Linked DNA regions of Mus musculus: all the other regions are linked to region 3. Evidence: chromatin contacts called from public promoter capture Hi-C data. All regions are on one chromosome and are shown on one strand. Each heading gives the region's core, a stretch centred on a gene start, on an enhancer-like site or on the middle of the called end of the contact. The rest is flanking DNA. Distances are from core to core; before and after follow the strand shown.

The links. Promoter capture Hi-C pulls out the DNA fragments that hold promoters and counts their contacts. Capture Hi-C pulls out chosen DNA fragments and counts their contacts.
Region 1: a promoter capture Hi-C map of liver shows a contact between it and region 3. The contact joins the promoter of Gsap here to the promoter of Fgl2 in region 3. A contact is called at or near these places in 1 of 115 datasets of contacts at active chromatin or transcription factors (effector CD8 T cells) and 1 of 9 other capture datasets (liver).
Region 2: a promoter capture Hi-C map of neural stem cells shows a contact between it and region 3. The contact joins the promoter of Lrrc17 here to the promoter of Fgl2 in region 3. A contact is called at or near these places in 4 of 39 promoter capture datasets (the C10 cell line, embryonic stem cells, neural stem cells and 1 more), 1 of 484 Hi-C or Micro-C datasets (uterus), 1 of 115 datasets of contacts at active chromatin or transcription factors (embryonic stem cells) and 2 of 9 other capture datasets (adipose tissue and liver).

Annotation. Positions count from the first base shown.
Region 1 is chr5:21,184,834-21,187,543 of GRCm38.p6, forward strand. Gsap (gamma-secretase activating protein) reads left to right here and starts at 1,434. Exons shown (of 31, transcript NM_175437.3): 1 at 1,434-1,626. The coding sequence starts at 1,530.
Region 2 is chr5:21,542,160-21,544,859 of GRCm38.p6, forward strand. Lrrc17 (leucine rich repeat containing 17) reads left to right here and starts at 1,368. Exons shown (of 4, transcript NM_028977.1): 1 at 1,368-1,560. Fbxl13 (F-box and leucine-rich repeat protein 13) reads right to left here. Exons shown (of 21, transcript NM_001199632.1): 12 at 1,501-1,630.
Region 3 is chr5:21,371,315-21,374,105 of GRCm38.p6, forward strand. Fgl2 (fibrinogen-like protein 2) reads left to right here and starts at 1,359. Exons shown (of 2, transcript NM_008013.4): 1 at 1,359-1,994. The coding sequence starts at 1,403. The region is part of intron 2 of Ccdc146 (coiled-coil domain containing 146); the gene reads right to left.

The DNA.
Region 1 (2,710 bases), core at 184-2,683, 190 kb before region 3:
TTTGGTTTTTAATCTCAAAAGTCTACCTCAGGTGAAATGAAGTCCATTAGCAATGCCACTCTTGGGTTAAGAAGGTCACTGTGGGCTGTGCTGTAGAGGTTGTGTGGAACCAGGTCTGGGAGCAACTGGAGATTGTTCTAGGTTAGTGGTTCTCAACCAGTGAGTCTCGAAAGGGGTAGGTATTCTCTTTCATGGGGGTTATCTAAGACCTTCAGAAAACACATATTTACATTATGATTCATAACAGTAGCAAAATTACAATTAGGAAGTAACAGTGAAAAACATTTTTGTTTGGTTACAACATGAGGTGTATTAAACATGAGGTGTATTAAACATGAGGTGTATTAAACATGAGGTGTATTAAACATGAGGTGTATTAAACATGAGGTGTATTAAGCATGAGGTGTATTAAACATGAGGTGTATTAAACATGAGGTGTATTAAACATGAGGTGTATTAAACGGTGGCAGCATTAGGAAGGTTCAGAACCACTGAACAGAAGGAAGGTATGAATAACCAGAATCCGTATGAATAGCCAGATTAGTTGGGAGTTCAAGTTCTAGTTACCAGGCACCAGCACTGGGTAAAGACTAGGCAGTGTTCTGCTTTGAGATATGGAGCTGGCTGAGTGTTTGTTTTTGAGATCAGGACTCATTCTCTAGCCCAAGCTGGCCATGACCTCCAAGCTAGTCTCCTAAGTGCAAAGCTGATAGGCATGAGACATTATGTCGGCTAAGGCTATTTCAGTTTTAGCAACAGTAATTACCTGCTGTTGCTGTACAGAACGGATGGCATCTCACAGGGCCAAGTTTATTGAGCACTCCTCAAGCAGAGTAAGCCAGAGTGATAGAACGAAAACACCAGGCGTACTTATAGTGGAATAGATGGACTTGGGAAGGAACCCAAGAAGAATGAACGTGCCTATAGACAAACCTCGTGGGAGGCCACTTGCGGACAAGCCAGCTTCCTCAAGCATGACTGAAAGGTAAAGAGAACCCAGACTGTGCTAAGCTAACCGTCCTTAGTGTCATTTAACAGCACCCTGTAGTTTACCCACTCCCTGCTGCTGTTTATTACCTAAACACTATAGCTGAAACATCACCCTGTGCAGCAGAGCTAAGGAGAATTGGCCCGTATGCCAGCTGCCTTTGTGTAACCTCGAGTCTCCTCAGGTGACCTGGCCCTAGCTAAGTGGCTGCGTGGGGGAATGACCTGGGACTAAAGAAAACCTGCCCTCCGCTTCGCACGGCTGTCCCCAAGTCCAGTCTGGAAGCTGCTGGCTTTGTCACCCCTTCGGGCCCTGCCACAGTTCCCTGCCAGCGCCAGCGGCAGGGGAGGCGTTGTCTCTGGGGTAGGGAGAAGTGCTCCCCGGCGTAGGCCTGGAAGGGGCGGTGCTCGGGATCCTCGGGGCTGGACCGCCCAGAACCCTGAACCGAAAGCAGCCTGGGGAGGCGGGGAGGAAGGAGAGGTGGTTGTAGGCTGAGAGGTGTAAGCCCGCCCGGAATGCCCGCCGCTGCTGCTTGGGAGCCATGGCTCTGCGGCTGGTCACTCACTTCGATGTGCTGGAGGACGTGCTCCCGAGTCTGCTCACACAGGCGGCGACAACGGACGAAGGAGACAGAGCAGGTGCTGGACGCGGGTCCTGGAGGGGGCGGCCGGGGCTGGTCACCCGAAGTCCCATAGAGGCTCTGGGTTGAGGGGGCACCGTCCCTGCGGGCACATCTTGGGGCTGCCCAAGCCTGTGCAATGAGTGGTACCCAATGTGTCACCACAGAGAGGGGAGGGTGGGGTGGAGGTGGCGTAGCGGGATGGTTCCCTCTCGCTTGCCTCCTGGGCTCAGCTAGGATCAGGACAAAGTATAGGGTGACTTAACCAGCATGAATCGTGATGGTCAAAAAAGGACCATTTAAGTATCTTAGCAATTACATTGCTTGCCCCAGCGAGGATGCTGACCATTCTTAGCGTCAATATGTTTTTAAAAAGGAGAGTTCAGTGGTTTAACCTTTTTTCTTTTCTTTTCTCTTCTTTTTGTTAATAAGACGTTTTCTGTGTATCTGTGGAACAATCTGTATCTCTGATGGCTTAGGGGGAATTTCCCATCAGATGTGAGTAGAGAGGGTAGGGTGCTCTTTCAGGCTGCACGCAGGGAACTGAGGGTTCACGGGTTCTAAAGACAAAGCAGCAGCTTGCTCAAGAGCCATCAAGCACTCCCCTAAACCCACCCCACCCCACCTCACCTCACCCCTGCACGGCAAGCAGTACCAAGGCAGGGATATTCAGCTTCCTGCCTTCCCAGGTCAGTTGGAACTTGTTTCTGATGCTTGAGGCTCTTCTGGTGAGGAAGTGGAAAATGACTTTTGTGTGTTCCCAGAATTGATTCACTTAAAAGAAGAGCATCTGTAATTTAAGATATGTTTTTCTTTTCTTTTCTTTTCTTTTCTTTTCTTTTCTTTTCTTTTCTTTTCTTTTCTTTTCTTTTCTTTTTTCTCTCCTCTCCCCTCCCCTCCCCTCCCCTCCCCTCCCCTCCCCTACAGGTGGCTGTAGGATGGAAATGGAGTCAACAACAGCTTGAGGGGGAAGAGGCCAGGTTTCATTATTGTGCCTACTCTTGGTGCTGTGTTGAACTTTGGGAGTATGGTTTCTCCTGAAACAAAATGAGAAAATATTCACAAAAAATCAAAACAGTAACATAAATACTTTAACATCTCTA
Region 2 (2,700 bases), core at 118-2,617, 170 kb after region 3:
GTTAGCAAGTTTGGCTGGAGGAATTTTTTGAGCACACAAATTTCTCTCTGTACTTAGAAACACTTTTCTCTGTGGTAGGGGGGGTCTGTGTTTCCTAGGGTCTCATCTGAGGTAGTGTTCTACCCTCCCACAGATGAGACACTATCCTCTTTGATGAGATTGTGTCAAAGGGACAGCTCCCAGATCTGGGAGAAAGACATTCCTAGGCTGTAAAACCATAACAAAGCTTTTTAAAGCAGCTGCTCTCAACGGAAAGCAGAGAAAGAATGTACAATTCCTACAGTCCCAGGTTTTCTTAATAAGTACTTTAGAGACATCAGATGGCCAAGGTCAAAAAGCTATCAGAAATCCAGCCACAATGAGGAAAACAAGGGTACTTCCAACTTAAGTCCTGGTTGGTACTAATGCACGTCTGCACGCTAGTTCACGGAAGTATCCATTCTGTACATTTATTTCAACCTTAGACAAGTCTTCTCTTCTCACCTCTCATACCTAGAACACTAGGAAGTCATGTTCAGGGAACAGTGCAGCTGCATAAGAATTCCTTGCCCCGTGGTGTCCGCCTCCAGGTGCTTATCATGTGACCTACACCATAGGCTTCTAGGCAAAACTGGCCGGTTTATTCTACCACTTGGAACTTTGGTAAATGGGCACAAAACCCTCACAAGGAATCCACTGTATAAAGAGTGATGTCTCACCTAACACAAAAACAGCTCAATCATTGGCAACTACAGCTAGCTGGTTGTGGTTAGACATTTATTTTAACCAGCTCTCACCTGTGTGGCATTATGAAGAACATAGTATACTACTGAAGACATCAATATTGAGACACGAAGAAATGGGAGAAAATTGGTCACAGGAAGGATAGCTTAAGTCTATGGAAACTATAGATAGCAGAAGGAACTGTGGAAGAAGTAGCGAGTGCATCTGAATGCCATATATTTCACATGACTGCCTGCCCAACTTCCCCAATCCCTGTCCCTTCATCTTCAAACAGTTTCCCACCCGAATCTCACATCTTTGTAATATTTAGGATATGTATGTAATGCAGTTTTAAACATTTACGGTCCTTTATGTGGGACTTCTATTTCTCACATTTATTGCTTGTAGCATTTTACCCAGAGAAAAGCCCACGGGGGACCTAACTGCCTTGTCAGGAATCCTGTGTATCCCACCCCATTTGTTTGTATCTTAGTGGCTCTATAAAGTTTTGGAGATTTGGACTCTGCCCTCAAACTGTTCTCAGAAGTGGTCCGTTTCATCATCCAATGAGCTCTGCCTGTTTGTTGATGTGACGCGCCTGTGGACAGAAGCCAGGCGCCTATAGTAGCAATCCTGGAGAAAATTGAAGCAGCTGTGGCCATGTAATTTAAAACCTCAGCAGAGTGTTCTGTGCTCCACGCACAGCATTAGTGCAACATGAGGGCTGGATGCAGCTGGCTCTCGGGAGGACGTCCTCGCCTGCTGCAGGACAGAGAAGACTGAGACTGGGAGGCAAACCTGGGTGCAGCCGGAAAGGTCCAGATAGATGAGCTTGTGGCATCCGTTCCCCAAGTTCAGGTACTGTAAGCCTTTGTCGGTGAACTTTCGGCAGTAAGCCAGACTGAGGTTCTGTAAGTTGTGGAAGTACCTGGGGCGATGGGGCAGAGAGGGGAGGAAGGAGAGTCAAATACTTAGCTTTTCTCAAGTCTTTCTTGAGCCACTATGACAAAGAGACCGAAAGCTGTATTCATCGTGCACTCTGCTTGCAGATGTTCGGCAGTTTTACAGCTGCAGTCTCTCTTGCTGTTACGTGAAGGGGGTGTCAGTGATAGAGAAGATAATGCATGGCTGCATGTCAAAGGGAAAGAAAGGCTATCTGGGAGGATTCCATGAAACTTGATGGGGTAACACTTTTCTTGGCTGGAGGGTGGGTGGAGTCTTGCATGCATATTATTTGAAAGTCTGTTGCTGAAACCCAAGTTAGAGTTTACTCTCTAGTTTTTAGCTCTTACCTTTGCCAAACTACTACATGAACTGTTGAGAAAGATAAACATTTCATAAGCATTTTATGGAAAGTAGCTGTTCCATCATGGTGAGGAATCAGGGCAGAAAGAAGACAAAACCTTACGCAGCAAGCTAAGTGGGCAACACTTGAGACAAATAAAAAATGGGTCTGATTAAAAAAATGATTTAAAAGCCAGAGATTTCAACGTGCATGGCTTTGTGAGTAATGATGTCCTTAGGATAATTAAAAATAACGGTTCAGACTGATATGTACTCAGGAGTTAAACATAGGCTAAGAACATCGAGTAGCTAAGTGGGCAACACTTGAGACAAATAAAAATTACACAGGAGGCTGTCAATCTCACTGGAGTTGGAACAGGAAAGATGCCATTACCACAATGACCAAAATGAGAGCTTCCAGAAGAAAGGGGACCGGGCGGGCATGGGTTGGTTTAGGATGTGTCTGTTCCACCACGTAAGGGCTGGCATTTTCAGGACACTCTGTGGACAAGCTTCTAAGCCCTCCTCAGCATGGCATTCTTTAAAAATGTAAGGATTCTTGCTGCCTCCTTGTGCAATAACTACCAATACGCTCTTAGTCTGGAGTCTGCAACAGCTTAGCGGCCATCGAGTACTCTAGAAGGAGGCAGAGAATGCCCCTCCACCTCTCCTGATGCTTGCAAAGCAAGTTTATCTTAACATAAATGTGAAATA
Region 3 (2,791 bases), core at 109-2,608:
CTTACATCAAGGCAGTGCCTTGGCCTGAGAGAGGATAAGGAGGGCAGGGTGAAATGGGGTCTAACATCGGTTTGGATATCATGGGATGGAATGAGAAGGGAAAGTAGGAGCCCGAGAGTGCGGTAAGACAAGGCATAAGGCGTGTCTGACAAATTCTTCATACACACATTTCCCCTTTGCACATTCAGTCTGTATAGGTTATTTCTATAGGAGAAAAAAAATATTCAAATTCCTTGTGCACTGGTAACAGGCATGAAGGCTCAGCAAAGCCAATACGTGTTATGTCCAGTTGGAGACAGTGCCAGGGCCAACATTCCAGACTTCTCAGATAGAAAGTGCGCCTGCCTGCCCTGCTCTGAGAATTTGAAGAGAGTAGTTCAGTTAGAATTAAGAGGCAGTAGAGAAAAGTCTTGGGAAATCTGGTTAGAGATATAAATATGAGAACTGGACATGGTGGTACACACCTGTGATCTCTGTGTTTAGGAGGGAGAGGCAGAGAGATCAGGAGTTCAAGGCCAGCCTGAGCTACTTGAGACCCAGTCTAAATAAATAAGAGATAGATTACAGAGTGCCTTTAACTAGTACAGAGAAAGAATTTGGGTTTATCTGTGTCAGTTACGCTGAAATAATTTTTAAGTAATAAAATCCCTTTTAATAAGAAACCTTATGAGGTCAGTATGCACAATGAACTTAAGAGAGACCCCCAGCTCCTGAGCTGAGTGATGGGGAAGGACAGCCACTGCCTGTGATGTGTGAGTGACGTGCTTCCAAGTGTTTTAACCACTGACGATTACATAGCCTGCACAGTCAGGAGAAAACAGCCGTATTCTCTGCCAGTTCTCTTCCCTTTTACAAACAGATGAGAGACACACACAGAGAATCCATTTAAAGAGCGGACCTTTGTTCTGATTAGGGGCAATTTTAAGTACTTAAGAGTTCACACAAAGTCTAGCCTTCAAAAAGAAAACAGGTTCCCAAACTAGGGAGGAAACAGAATCATTTCCATTTTGGTGACATTTAGTGGGAAGAAGCTCACAGACATTTAGACGTTCCAACTCTTTCCCCACTAGTGGACCAAGTATATAATATGGTATCTTTTGGGCACTGGTATTACAACTGTTTTTTAAACAAAAGACTTTCCTTGTGCTTTACTAAAAACCCAGACGGTGAATCTTGAATACAATGCGTGGCACCCACGGCAGGCATTCTATTGTGCATAGTTTTGACTGACAGGAGATGACAGCATTTGGCTGGCTGCGCTTGCTGAGGACCCTCTCCTCCTGTGTGGCGTCTGAGACTGTGATGCAAATGCGCCCGCCCTTTTCTGGGAACTCAGAACGCCTGAGTCAGGCGGCGGTGGCTATTAAAGCGCCTGGTCAGGCTGGGCTGCCGCACTGCAAGGATGAGGCTTCCTGGTTGGTTGTGGCTGAGTTCTGCCGTCCTCGCTGCCTGCCGAGCGGTGGAGGAGCACAACCTGACTGAGGGGCTGGAGGATGCCAGCGCCCAGGCTGCCTGCCCCGCGAGGCTGGAGGGCAGCGGGAGGTGCGAGGGGAGCCAGTGCCCCTTCCAGCTCACCCTGCCCACGCTGACCATCCAGCTCCCGCGGCAGCTTGGCAGCATGGAGGAGGTGCTCAAAGAAGTGCGGACCCTCAAGGAAGCAGTGGACAGTCTGAAGAAATCCTGCCAGGACTGTAAGTTGCAGGCTGACGACCATCGAGATCCCGGCGGGAATGGAGGGAATGGAGCAGAGACAGCCGAGGACAGTAGAGTCCAGGAACTGGAGAGTCAGGTGAACAAGCTGTCCTCAGAGCTGAAGAATGCAAAGGACCAGATCCAGGGGCTGCAGGGGCGCCTGGAGACGCTCCATCTGGTAAATATGAACAACATTGAGAACTACGTGGACAACAAAGTGGCAAATCTAACCGTTGTGGTCAACAGTTTGGATGGCAAGTGTTCCAAGTGTCCCAGCCAAGAACACATGCAGTCACAGCCGGGTAGGTGTAATGAGGGTCATACAGTTTGTTCATGAAAGCTGTATAGCCAGATAGTGGCCATAAACATTAACCCGAGGGAGCATAAGTTAGTCAGACTTTCACCTGTTAAGTTATGGCAGGAGAAACAAGTGTTTTCTCAAATGAGACAACAGAAATGGTAAATGATCCACGTACAAAAATCCTATTAGTTGTACTCGTTAGAGACCGTCACTTGCAAGTCTCTAGACCTTCCCTGCTAGGTCGACCAACAGACGAGCAGAAACAGATTCCTCCCGGAATCTGAACACATATTTGAACACAGGACAGGTATGGCAAGGTTCCTGGCTCTGCTTGCTTAGGTCCCTGGGAATCAGATCTTGGGTGGCTGATGGGCTTTATAAGGCTTTCACAAACAATCTGCTGTGCTAGGTTCTCAAATATCTAGTGAGAATGGGAGATTTTTATACATGGAAGCATCTCTCCTCTCTCTCTCCTCTCTCCTCTCTCTTCTCTCTCTCTCTCTCTCTCTCTCTCTCTCTCTCTCTCTCTCTCTCTCTCTCTCCTCCCTCCCTCCCTCTCTCTCTCTTTGTGTGTGTGTGTGGTGGGGATGAGGACACGTGTAGAACTTCGGGGGTTGAGACTTAGTGCATATGCATCCTCACCATTCCAGTTAGTGAATGTTAACACTATTTAAGGTCACAGACCTAACAGCCTTCTGTGTCCGGATTCCTGGATTCCTAGGACCTTTGTGGATGGGTTGCCACACCCTCTGTGTTCATCCTGACTGTGAGGTCGATGGGACATAGTAGGGATAACTT